Linked DNA regions of Mus musculus: region 2 is linked to region 1. The links are chromatin contacts, called in public Micro-C maps. All regions are on one chromosome and are shown on one strand. The core of a region is the stretch at or near the end of the contact, and the rest is flanking DNA. Distances in the headings are between cores, read along the strand shown. Region 1 has its middle 70 kb from the start of Gm28497. Region 2 overlaps Ikzf2 (IKAROS family zinc finger 2).

Region 1 (6,302 bases), core at 3,568-6,067:
TACTCTTCGCTTTAAGTAGAGTGTGGGAGGGCTTACTTGAGAGTTGAAGAAGCCATTCAACTAACTCCCTCTCTTGAAATGCTTGTCCACTGTATTGAAGAACTACACATTTTCAAGTCTGACCTTACACCCACACTGGAGACCCACTTAAGTGACAGACAGTAACTAAAATTGAATACATTTTCATTCTGAAATCCACAAGGAGGCAATTTCTTCAAAGGATAGTGTATAAATAGAAAGTGTATGCTCTTTCAATTGCTCTGAAAGTCATAAAGAAAAATTAAAAATTCTTGGGTAGATAATTGAGAAAGAAGTTTGTTATGTGAGTTGCAAATGCTCCATTGAGTGGTTTACATGTAAAAGCAGATTTTTTTTTAATCTATAAGGAAGAGGTAATTCATCAAATTCCTTATTCCATAAAAGGAGAATCCTGGTAAAGACAGATTAACAAAAGAGTATACTTAATTCCCCATGTTTTAGCAAATGTTGGACCAGTGATCTAAAACCAGTGACCCAAAATCATTGCCTGACTCCCGAGCATTTTAAATGTTTGCTTTGAAATAAATGGCTGAATTGAATCTTTGCTTGTAAACTCTGTCAGGCTGAAGCAGATGATCACGGAGGCTTCTCCAGCTCTTTGCATCCCCTGAATTCACCTCTCACACCGACACACCTTGACATTTGCCTGTGTGTTAAAAATTAAGTGTTGGATTCACAGCCACACTTCCTACTCCACTTACACAGCTCAGGGTTGAAGCTCTCTGTCCTCACTCCCAAAGGAACACTCCCTTCACAGAAACTGACACCGAGTGTTCTGGGTTTTGAATAACACCAGGAGGATAAGATTCCAGGTCTGCGATCAGCAACTCCTGTGTCGGATTTGCAGTCCTCCTAAATGTTCCATGGAGGGCAGGACCTATTTTCAGGAACCAACTGGAAAATTTACAGTGTTGTTATAACAAACTCGAAGATACTACTGACAGAGAGGTGACTATGCTGTGTTGGCTTTAGACAGATAGTCTAGTTTGAAAGGATATCCCTACTCACAACAAAAGAGGGTTATTTACATGTTAAAATGTTTTAACGTAGTCTTAAATAATTTTTTCCATGAATTTCTCTCAGTGTAAAAGTAATTAGCTCTCCTTGCGCTAGCCCATATCCTTAATGAGTCCCCGACTCTGTAGGACACATCCAGATTCCAGACATCTGAAGTTTGGGTATCTGAGGGATAAAGGACATCATGATAGGCAAATTTTAAAAAGTAAGTCCTAATTTGTGGACAGAATAAATCATGATGTTTACCTTGAATCAATAGCTCACAATCATGACTCTCATGGGATTTTATGCATATTTATTATTATCCAGACTTTCTAGTCATGAGTGTGCATCATCTGTATTACTGCTATCTTTTGCTCTAGCACAATGAGAATATGAAGAAGGTAGACACCACGCCCACCTACCACCATCCCTTCCTCCATTTTATACTTAAGGAAGGATGTGTCCTTTTAGAACCTGTCTCTCAAGTAAACGTGGTATCATGATGCAAATGTTCTAGTGACAAAGAATTATATTTCAGAATTCCATGCCAGGTTGAAAACAAACCAAGGAAAGAAACGCACTGATTGGACAATCCTGGACAAGGAAACAAACACCCACTACAGAAAGGAGTACACTGATTGGACAATTCTAGGCAAGTGTGAATGAGAGAAGGGGGGAAAAGGGCTTACAGTTATCTATTTAAAGATCCAAGAGTGAACAAAAGAGGATTGATTGTGGTTAAGCTGGAAGGACAGACTCTGGTTACTTAAATTAATTTATTTTTAAAATGATTCTATGTACTATGTTATCATAAATAGCGATGAACCCAAAAGAACCACTGATTGAGTCTCTGGATCTGTAGTTCATTGTCCAAGTTCCCCATCTTAAATGTGAAGCATTTAAATTTAAAATAATTCCCAGAGTCATCATTATTGTTCCCTGTGTCTTATTTTGTATCACATAAAAGGCCAAATGAAAGAAAACTTAAGGTGGAGGAGGTGGAAGGGGTAAGATATATGTGGGTGAGAAAGGTCTGTTTTCAGACTTGATTTCTGTTGAAGACACAACATACTCACTCACAGGGTTGAGAACAGAATGTGGTGAGAACTTGCTGTGTGCTCCAAGAGATAGACAATCTTCCCTGGTGTGGCCTAATGAAATGGTGACAGTGCTTTAGAGTATGTTCAGGTATCTGATGATCTACCCCCACTTTTTTTTTTGTTTCTAACAAACTGTAATTCTAAGCACTTTCTATAACCTTGATACATTTCTCTGTAGCATAAGATTTAGCCTTTAGTATTTAGACCCACATAAGGCCGTTTCTCTCTTGCATTATATTAGTTCTCGAAAACGACATCAATTGAGTTTGACCCACTACACCAATTTGGTTAAATATCTGTCTGATCTTGTTTCTGATTCCCCAGGATGACATCTACAGACTCACCAGCAGCTGTGTTTAGAAAAACTGGTATGCCACGTCAGCCAGAGTTTAAAAATATCTCATGGATCTCAAGGTCACTAGTATTTTTCTGAAAAAAAATCTAGTTATTAGATGAACAAATTTATTATGGTTCACAGGGCTTTTTTGGGCTTTACTCAAAAGCAAAATGTATTATTAATGTATTGGCAAAATTATGAACTAATACCACATACATGGGGAATCACTGAGATAATGCATACATATGGCTTTAATGGGGAATAGTTTAATTAGCTGTGTTCATGTAAAAAGTTAGATAAGATTGGACTATCTAACACAACTAATTAACAATCAATTTTACTTACACACACACACATTTCTAATATTTTGAATTGTAACCAACATGCCAGAGTCTTGTTCAGCCTACATACACCAGTGTCTCCCTGAGACCCTGCAGGCCACATGCAGTTATGGTAGAATGACATACAAATGACAGAGATGAGTGGCGGATACCCCTTCTCTGATGGAATGGTTAACAATTAAAAAGCCCATCCCTGACAATCTTTTGCAAGCAGACAGAGCTGGTCTTATGAAGATGCCAATTGGTCTGCTCATAGGGTAGGGCTGTACAACAAAGAAACAGAGTTTTGTGCATTTTAATATCATATGTGTGAGGACAAACACCTCAGACGAAGGGCAGTGTCAGGGTCTTCTCCACAAAATGCATACATTATAACTTGATGTGACTTTTACAAAACCAGGGTGGTATGGTGCTGACCTAAATTATCTTTTGTAAAAACTGGAGTGATGGGAAAACGTACACATTGGGTGGGGCTCAGAAACAAACAGAAAACACGTAACATGTCCAGACCTGCTCCAGACTGCTATCAGATAAGATGCATTTAAGGGTGGAAGGGGCATATCTAGAAACAAACTACAAACAGAATGGCAGGTGCACCAGAAAGGATACAAGCAAACTGAATAGGTGAATATCCTCATTTTGAGAATGTTTTAAAGGAGAAGGCAAGCACATTGATTCTTCATGAGTGGGAAGTCTTTTTTTTTTTAATCTCCATATCACTCCTGGTGTCTGACCATACCACAATTCTTCATCCTCAGGGGAAAGTGTGGGCTTTGGACATCACAAAGCCTTCTTCCTGGGTTTTCTTCTTCACGTGATGTTTTGACTCACTTACATGACTTTCTGATGAACTGTGGCTCCCAGTTCTCCTAGCATTACAGAGTACTTCCCTGCAGAAATTATCCACATGTGAAAATTTGTATGAGAGGCCTACTTCAAGATATTTTGTGAACATTTTCTTAGAATCATAAATATTCTTTGTATTAAGAAATATTTTTGATTTTTTTTCTTCTTCACCCGGTATGTTAAAGTTTGTTCATATCTTCATCTTTTCTTTTCTTCCCAGCTCCTGAATATATACTAACTACCTATAGCATCTTCTTCGAAATCTGAACAATTTGCTGCTGACTGGCTCCTACGGAGTAACAAAACCATTCTCTCTCGGTTTTGGTACTATGATGTTTCCACTTATCTACTGGGCGATTCCATATTTAGTACCCTAATTATGATCTAATGATCACAGAGCTGTGGGAGGAAATTCACATTTACTTGCTTAAGTAGGATAAGTTGTCAGTTTAAGTCAAGATTAAAAACACCCTCTATCTTTTGGAACCTTTTAACTCACTAAAAGAGGTACCTTTTATACAGCCGAGTTAAGCCAGCTTTCCAAGAACAAGCTCTAGTGCAGCTTTAAGGAGCTGGCTTGGCATGGTCTGAAGATCTTTGGAGGCTGTCTTGTGTCCTATTTTTTATAAGTCAAAAGACTGTAAAGGAAACCATTGACAGGTGTCCTTACACGCCCAACAAGATTTAGGAATGACTTACATATGAAAATACAGCAAAGGCACAGACTTTTTAGATTTCAAATACAGAAACTCTCTTGTCTCCAAGTGCAAACCATTTCCCTGATATCTCTGGAAAAAATAATAGCGGGGCACCTTGAACTTTCATTTTCTCTCTGAGAGAATGACTTCAGGGCTTGTTTTGGTATTGGGCGATCATCCCTTTATTAGAGGAAATGAAGGTCTTCTTTTTAAACTTCCTCTAACTGTGCTGGTCTACTCAATATTATGTGGCCAATTCTGAGAAGTATTATAGAGTAGCAGACCACCAAGGGCTCCCTAAGAGATTAAGAAAAGATGAGTAAGCAAATTAGTCAGCTAAATGAACGGAGTTGCTTCAGAAGACAGGAGCTCTTTGCCTCCATCACGATATGCCTCATTAGTTCCATTAGCTGCTCTTCAGCATAGCCATTACCCTGCCCACTCGTTTCTAAGCAGTTTCACTATGTCAACGTTGATTCCCCCTGCACACACACCCACCCACTGGCTTACAGCTATTATATCACCTTCCAAGAGCATTGATTTTTAAGTCAAGTGTCACAAATTTCACAGTCATCATTTCCTTGCAAGCCTGAAACTGACGACTGCTGCTTCGTGCTTTCATTATTTCAGAATTAATCACTTGCTCCCATTGGCCGCTCCCAGCAGCCTCCTGCCCTGTTAAACTCAATGTTTAATTGTTCTGTGCTTTAATTGACAGATGCTAAAGTATCCCCTCATCTTGTGTTTTAGCAAACATAACTAATTAAGAGGTGGTTAGGAAAGAGACTGAAAACACATTTTCTTATTAAAATGATTAGATGTTTGTAGGACATCTCTTCTGTGTCTAAAATTGGAAAGATTACATTGGAGACATGACAGAAATTCATGCAATGACAAATTCCAACCCTGAAGTTCTGACAGTTTTAGTATATGAAGTGATGGAGAGGTAGGCTAGAACCCATGCTATGAAGCTAACTTAGATTAGATTAATTTTACATTCCTTACATTACCTTACAATTTCAGGAAAATTCAGTAACTCAGCAACTGGTGAAGATCCCCCCCCCAAAAAAAAGTATCAATTATTGCTGGAACTCGGAACACCTACTTGGAAATTTTTGAAATAGAAATATACCTCTACAGTTGAAATTTTAGTCTAGTTGTCACTAAAGGAGATTATGTAGCCAAATTCTATAAAGCATCTCTTGAAGACTGCTAAGACACACCATTGCTTCATTATCTTAGCACAATATCCATATGCACATTCTTTTCTTTTCCTCTACAGAAATATGATCAGAGTCACTTTTTGAAGAAATTCCTACAGCTGTTTAACACTGTCAGTGTGGCACAGGCCTTTAATCCCAGCACTTGGGAGGCAGAGGCAGGTGGATCTCTGAGTTCGAGGGCAGCCTGGTCTACAGAGTGAGTTCCAGGACAGCCAGGGCTACACAGAGAAACTCTGTCTCGAAAACAACAACAACAAAAAAGATTTTAAAAAAAAGGTCATTTTTAAAATCCACTTTCAGAGATGCAGGGCTAGGAAGAAAGAAGAGAACACATCGTTTGATTTAGGGTTGATTGGAATCAGCTTTTCCTTCCCTAGCATCTGATTTTCCTGTTTCTAGGAAATAAAAGGTATGTGAGCTCCAGCATCACAGTCCCCAACAATGCCAGGCTTTACTGTGATTGCCACACCTCGTTCCTCCACGCTGTGTTGACAGTCCTTAGCGGGGCTCTTGTCTTTGGCCTTAGCTACCAGCCTCAACATTCACATACGAAACCTACTTCTTTACAGGGATCTTTATCTAAACACTAACTAGTTTCTATCCCCACGCCCGTGTAAATCTTTTCTGAAAATCCTCTAAGTGCCTAAATTAAGTTTGAAGTCATCTGTCAGTGTTCTTATTGTTGTTCGCAGGCTTGCTCCATTTCTCCTTGGCTTCCC
Region 2 (6,192 bases), core at 960-3,459, 160 kb before region 1:
TGCCTCCCAGAATGCAACTGTTCCTTTTCACTATGCATTCCCCTTCTAATTATCAAGAGGAGCATTAAATTGCTTGTCTGTATGTTTGTTTGTTTGTTGCGTTAGTGCTGTGAATCAGGTTTTCTTGTAGATTTTTTTTTACAGATTTTTGTTTTAACTTTTATGATCAAAAATCTATATTAATTACGTCTAAGGAATAATAACGCTTTAGACATGCTTTATGTTCATATTTTTGTCTCTTGCCACCTTTGTCCATATGCTTGCAAATAAATCATGCTGGTATGCTAAAAAGCAGAAGTAAGATAGATCTTGAATGCTTTTTCTCTAATTTATATCTTATGTATGTCACCTGTATGCATTTTAAACCTAAAGCTTTTAAATCGTTGACTTGGCAATTCAAATTCATTTATATTTAAAGTGATATTTTGTTTGAAACGAATACATGTTTTGGAGACAAATATCCTCTGGTTTCCATTTATAATGTAGCACAAAGGTGTATGTATACATGGTAGTTTGGATACTAATTCTGTTGTCCTAAAATGAAATACTTTGTGACATAAAAATAATACAAGATGGGATGGGGAAACAGGGTAGTAGTGGTGCATGCCAGCAATCCGGAGGCAGAGGCAGGCGGATCTCTGAATTTGGGGTTAGACCAGTTTACAGAGTGAGTTTCAGGACTGTCAGGGCTACAAAGAAATCCTGTCTCAAAAGACAAGTCCCCCCCCCCCCAACCCCCGTTCCCCCCCACCCCCCCCCCCTACCAAACGAAGGGAGAGAAATATGGAGACATGCTACAAAGCTCATGAAATCATCTCTGAAGGCTTCATTCAGCATAGTTTGTGGATACTGGCTACAGTTTTCCAGGCCGACATTTCTTAGGAGAGATTTCCAGGTGAAAACCGATAATACCAAATTTCTAAAAGTGCTTCCAGTCCCTGGCCTTTATTCCTGTGAGGATACTGGCAGTGTCTGAATTGGCTTACAACTCTGTCTTCCTCTCTTGCCTGAGTGGCAGTTTTCCTGGTCCCTTACTGGATTTACTGTTGTAATTCCATATAGAATTGTGCTGGGACCCAGCACAGATTTTAGTGCGCTCACCTTCGCAGTCTAAATCATTGTTGGGATGCTGACTCACTCGCATTTACCAGGGAAATTAGCTGGCTCTGTCTATGTGAACATTTCAGGAGGAGCTGGCCCTAACTGCAGATACCATCTTCCAGGTCACCAGTGGCAAATTGTTTTTGTTTGTTTGTTTTTTGATTAGCCAGGCTAAATTTTGTTAGGTATATTTTTGCTTTAGTTTGGAGAATTATTTTCTTTGGAGATTGACTGGCTGGGAAATTATTAGCTACTCATGTAAGGGGTACCATTAGCCCATTTAGTTACACCGTGACAGACTCGTTAAGGATGCATGTGTAAAGTCAGATGGTATCCTGGAGACCTCCCGTCACAAAGAAATTATGGAATTTGGGGAAAACAGTTATCCTCACAGCCAAAGCATTTAACAGTAATTATGTCACCAAGGCCCCGTTTGCCAGCCTTGCTGGATCATGAGAACTGTCCAGGATGGCTTTTAAAGCCAAGCTTTCCAGACCTCACCCCAGGTGCTCTGAATCAGAATCCTCTAGGGAGGTGCCCGCCGGTGACTCAGATCTAAATCACCAGGAGGGCAGGCTTGGGAAACTTCATCAAGCAGATTGATATGTGGGGAATGGGAGCGAAACTGATTGGGGCAGTAGCTGGAGGCTCCAGCCTGCATCAGCCAGTGGCCCTGGCTTTGCAGCAGGAGATGGTGGAACATGACAAGACTCTGTTTTTAAAGTTCAATATTAGAGGTGTCATATGTCTTTCGTAAGAAAAAAATAAATATTTAAAATATAAGTGTATATCGCCCGTGTAATTTTTTTGTAATAATAATAAAAAAACCCTTTTTCCTCCCCTCCACACTTCCTATACCTGTTTTTCATTTTTTCTTTTTCTATCTTTTTGTTTGAAGTGTTATAATAATATGTATAATATTTTCCCACTGAATTTAATGAGACTGAGGTTTTTTTTGTTTTTTTCCTCTCCACTTCTGAGTTGTATTCCTTCAGCTTGTTGATGCAAAATATATACATGTTTCTGTTTCGGCAAGGGGCGGGAGTGGGGTGGAAGTGGTGGTGGGGCGCTTGTACATCTGTTGACACTTCACAAGTAATCAGTTTAGATTTCAGCAGCTGATTAGAGTGCCCTCCACCAAGCTGAGAGCCAACCCTTGAGAATGATACCAGGCACCATTCCACTTAGATTTCTGTGCAACAAATGCAATAATGGCCAATTTAGGCCAGTTCCAAGGTTACAAAACCCCTGCTTTTTTTTCTTTTTCCTTTATTGGATTGTATAGAAGTATTAAAAACATTTAGTGGCCTGTAGTCCACAAATCATACAACATAAGTGATCGGAACCTGCACATGGAAGCCCTTCATTCATACCCACGCTACAGATGTTCGAAAGAATGCTGCTAGAGTCTAGGAATATCCTCTGCAAGCTGCTGCAGTTTCAGGGACTCAAGCTTCCACATTGAATTACGGGTAAGAAATATACCCGCCGGTGTCAGCGTGGCACCCAAGTCCTGATTAGCCTAAGATAGGAAGTCATAGCCCCGCGACCTGCAGCCAAAAGGAAAGCAGAGCCGTGCGTTTTAAATACGCCTGTGCAAACACTCACCCAGCTGACCTTCTCGCTCTCCAGCAGTCCTGAGGACAGGGCGGTTAGAGCCTGTGGAATACACTTAGAAAACACCATGTAGACCAAAGGCCCCGCAGGGTGGTGACTACACATGCTGTTTAGCAAGTGCTTTTGAATCACGTAAAAACAAATGCTGCGCAGAGGCGAGGGAAGTATAAATTTTTCCGTTAAGGAGAAAGGGATTTTGCAGGATGAGCTTGTAAATTAGAAAATTTAAATATTTGAATATTTTAGGTGTGGGTTTGAGACACGCAGGCAGGTATAATGGCTTGCAAATGATATCCATATAATTAAAGCACAAGATCACACTGACTGCTTAGGAAGAACTGGAGGGTGTCTACCTTCTAGTTAAATTCTTAGAATTACCATTTTCCTTCTATAATCTTTTCATCGTTTTCTATAATAAAATCTGTTTGCTATCTCCTTCCTGCAAACGTTAATGACTCCCTTTGCCTGTGACATGAAGTCTGATACACTCCTTTGTGTTTTAGTCTATGCTCCTTGTTAAACAACCCAGCCTGTCTTTTTATTGTTATCTCCTGAATTGGCCCTATTCTCTGCTTCCAGCCAGACACTTGCCATGTCCCCAACATAATGTATGTCCTTTCATTTTGCCTTAATGTTGCACAAACCTTCTTTCCCTGAATCTCTGCCCTCCTCCCCCCCCCCCCCGTACACTCCCAGTACTTCTTTGAAACATCAGTCATTCCCATTATCTTGTAGCACCAAGCATAGACAGTTTCCATTATGGTATTTGGCATATTGTATTGTTATTGTTTTATGGGTTTGCCTCCTGGGGTGGACTTTGAGATCCTCCAGGGAAGAGACTGCAGCCTTTTTCCTTCTCTGACCTGTTGTCTTCCTGCCTATGTACCTCATACAGAGCGATTGCAGTCTACTCTAGTGTCTTATGGACAGCTGACAAGGGGAGGGCTAGGGGCAGGGACCTGAGGTAGGGACTATTTAGGGAAAGAGTTGGAGTGACTTCCTTAACTGGGGGGTGGGGGGCAGCGGCAGTAGAGGGATGGGGGAGGGAGAGGGTGGAGAAAAGAAAAGGGTGAGACCCAGGCTCTTGTAGCATAGCTATCTTCAACAGCAAATCCTTTCTCCAAACAAATAGCTATGCCATTACTAAGGTCAAACAGGTAAGGTTTCTTCTTCCCAGGTTGAGCCGCTCCTTCCTTCCCTGGATACCTTCCTAAGTGCATGACACTCATGAAATCATTAATGGTTTTTTTTCCTGCTTCGTAATCCCAGAGAAGGTGAATTCTGGTCTGATTTTACCTGCTCTTGGGGCAACAGGATACAGTAGAGTCCCATATCTGTCGATAAGCTTTAGACCCCAATCACAATTCAGGTCCACCTTACAGTCAGTGCTTAAGCGCTTCGTTCATGTTTGCTCTTCTAATTTGGAGCTAACCAAGATGGATGTGTCTGGAGCCCTACCTCAGGTAGGGTAGAGTATTAATAAGCAAATTCCTCCGGACTTCCTTATATGTGTCATCCGTAACAGAATAACAGTGCTACACCCTTTCTTCTTTGTCCTTCTCATGTTTCTTCTCTCCCACACTTTCATCTGTCCTGTTTGTGCTGGCTCATGGCTTTCGTCTTCTAATGAAACTTCCTCTGGCTGAACTTAGGGAAATGTGTTTCAGCTTAGTCATTTGCCCTTTTGTCAAGCTGACCTATTTCAAAAAAGAAAGAAAGAAAGAAAGAAAGAAAGAAAGAAAGAAAGAAAGAAAGAAAGAAAGAAGGAAGGAAGGAAGGAAGGAAGGAAGGAAGGAAGGAAGGAAGGAAGGGAGGGAGAAATGTGGTGGGATAAGTAGTTTGAAAGCAGGGAGAGTATGCCAAGTTGCCCTAGCTGAGGTTCTGGAGTGCCAGCCTTACCCTAGCTAAGGTTGTTATGTGTTCTATAGATTGGCCTGGCTCTGATGAAATCTGTGGCTTGTCTTTGGGCCCCCTTTAACATTCTGTTTATCTTTCTTATCCTGTTCTTTATAAACCCACTTCCCCTTAGGCTAGAGAAGTGGCTCAGCTGCTAGGAGCACTTGCTGCTCTTCTAGGGAACCGAATTTGGTTTGCAGCACACACATTTAGCTGCTCACAACCACCTGTAACTCCTTCTCCAGGGGATCCAGCACTCTCTCCTGGCCTCTGTGGACAACAAGTGGCACGCATACATACATAGACACAAACTATATACATAAATAACAACAAAATAAATCTTTTTGTTATCTCTCTGCCTATCTATCTATCTATCTATCTATCTATCTATCTATCTATCTATCTCTTTGTATGTATGTATGAAATGATCCCACTATGTATTCTAGATTTCCTGGAACTCATTCTGTAGACTGGGCTGGCCTTGAACTCAAACCTGCCTGCATCTCCCTCAAGAGTTTTGGGATTAAAGGCCTGTGCCACTACACCTGGTTTAAAATGAGTCTACAATCAACAACAAAAGCCATTCCTCTGTGATACGTGTATGCTCTTTGCAATCCTGTGGGCCCTGCCTTCTTTGTCTAGGATTGCATAATGCTGATAGGAGTCTTCACCATCCTTAGTTCAATTCAAAACCTGTCTGGAAGGACTAGGCACTCTTGTCTCACCTTTCTATCTTGTCTTTGAGCAATTTGAGGCAGCTAATCCAGGCCGAGGACTTTAGAGAGTGGCATAGCTTAATGGATCACTGCTGCTCTATGGTGTGTGTGTGTGTGTGTGTGTGTGTGTGTGTGTGTGTGTGTGTGTGTGTGTGTGTGTTTCTGTGTCTAGAGGTGTCTCTAGCACTTCCAACTCAAACCACAGTAGTAAATCTCAAGTAATAGGAACTTCAGGTAACACATTATGCTGGAAGGCTTGAAGGATATTTCATAGCAATGAGCAATGTATGAAAGATTACTTTCTTCCCCGACCAAAGGCAGTACCAGATCTGAGTTCAGGTTATAAAGGTGTCAAATAAGCGAGCTCTGAAACAATAATTTTGACCTTGTAATCCGATTAACAGCTGCTTTTCTCTGCTTGTTTTGCTAGTGCTTTTTACTTTTGGTTTTAATACAAAGACCCTTTAGCTTTAGTTTCCTATAAATGCAGAACAGACTTCTTCAAATTCTGTATAAATATAACTGAACATCACACAACTATGTAGTTGACACTGTCAGGAGGCCACCTCAGCCTGATAAGCAGTGCTCAGTCCTCTGTACTGTTAAAGATGTGTGCTTGTTAAGCAATTGTCAGTGGTTAAGATTCACTCTCTAAGTCCACAGCTTCTAAACATCCTTAAAGTCAATAGGCCACAGGTATAAAAACAGTATGATTGTGAAAAGGTATACCAGAGCTTTCTGCAGGCAGACAGTGTGCCTGCTGTAGGTAGGTGGAAAGAGCCGGCTGTTGGAAGACAGGAGAACAATGTAGTCAGGTCCTTCATGTACCACAGCTTGCCTCTTAGTTTACTTAGAGGCTGCT

The links. Hi-C and Micro-C count contacts between places; a contact is called where the count stands out from the background.
Region 2: a contact with region 1 is called in a Micro-C map of the G1E-ER4 cell line, with 2.5 times the contacts expected there. The contact joins two enhancer-like sites. A contact is called at or near these places in 5 of 484 Hi-C or Micro-C datasets (the G1E-ER4 cell line, olfactory sensory neurons and reprogramming fibroblasts) and 1 of 115 datasets of contacts at active chromatin or transcription factors (CD8 T cells).

What each region holds. Positions count from the first base shown.
Region 1 is chr1:69,497,621-69,503,922 of GRCm38.p6, reverse strand. No RefSeq gene overlaps it. Among named protein-coding and RNA genes, the nearest start is that of Gm28497, 70 kb to the right of the region's middle. Within about 2 kb of position 4,817, at least 36 of the 459 cell types and tissues checked have an H3K27ac peak or open chromatin away from gene starts, as enhancers often do. A contact at or near this core is called in CD8 T cells and the G1E-ER4 cell line, where this site is marked.
Region 2 is chr1:69,653,653-69,659,844 of GRCm38.p6, reverse strand. All of the region lies in intron 3 of Ikzf2 (IKAROS family zinc finger 2), which reads left to right. Among named protein-coding and RNA genes, the nearest start is that of Ikzf2, 29 kb to the left of the region's middle. Within about 2 kb of position 2,209, at least 59 of the 459 cell types and tissues checked have an H3K27ac peak or open chromatin away from gene starts, as enhancers often do. A contact at or near this core is called in CD8 T cells and the G1E-ER4 cell line, where this site is marked.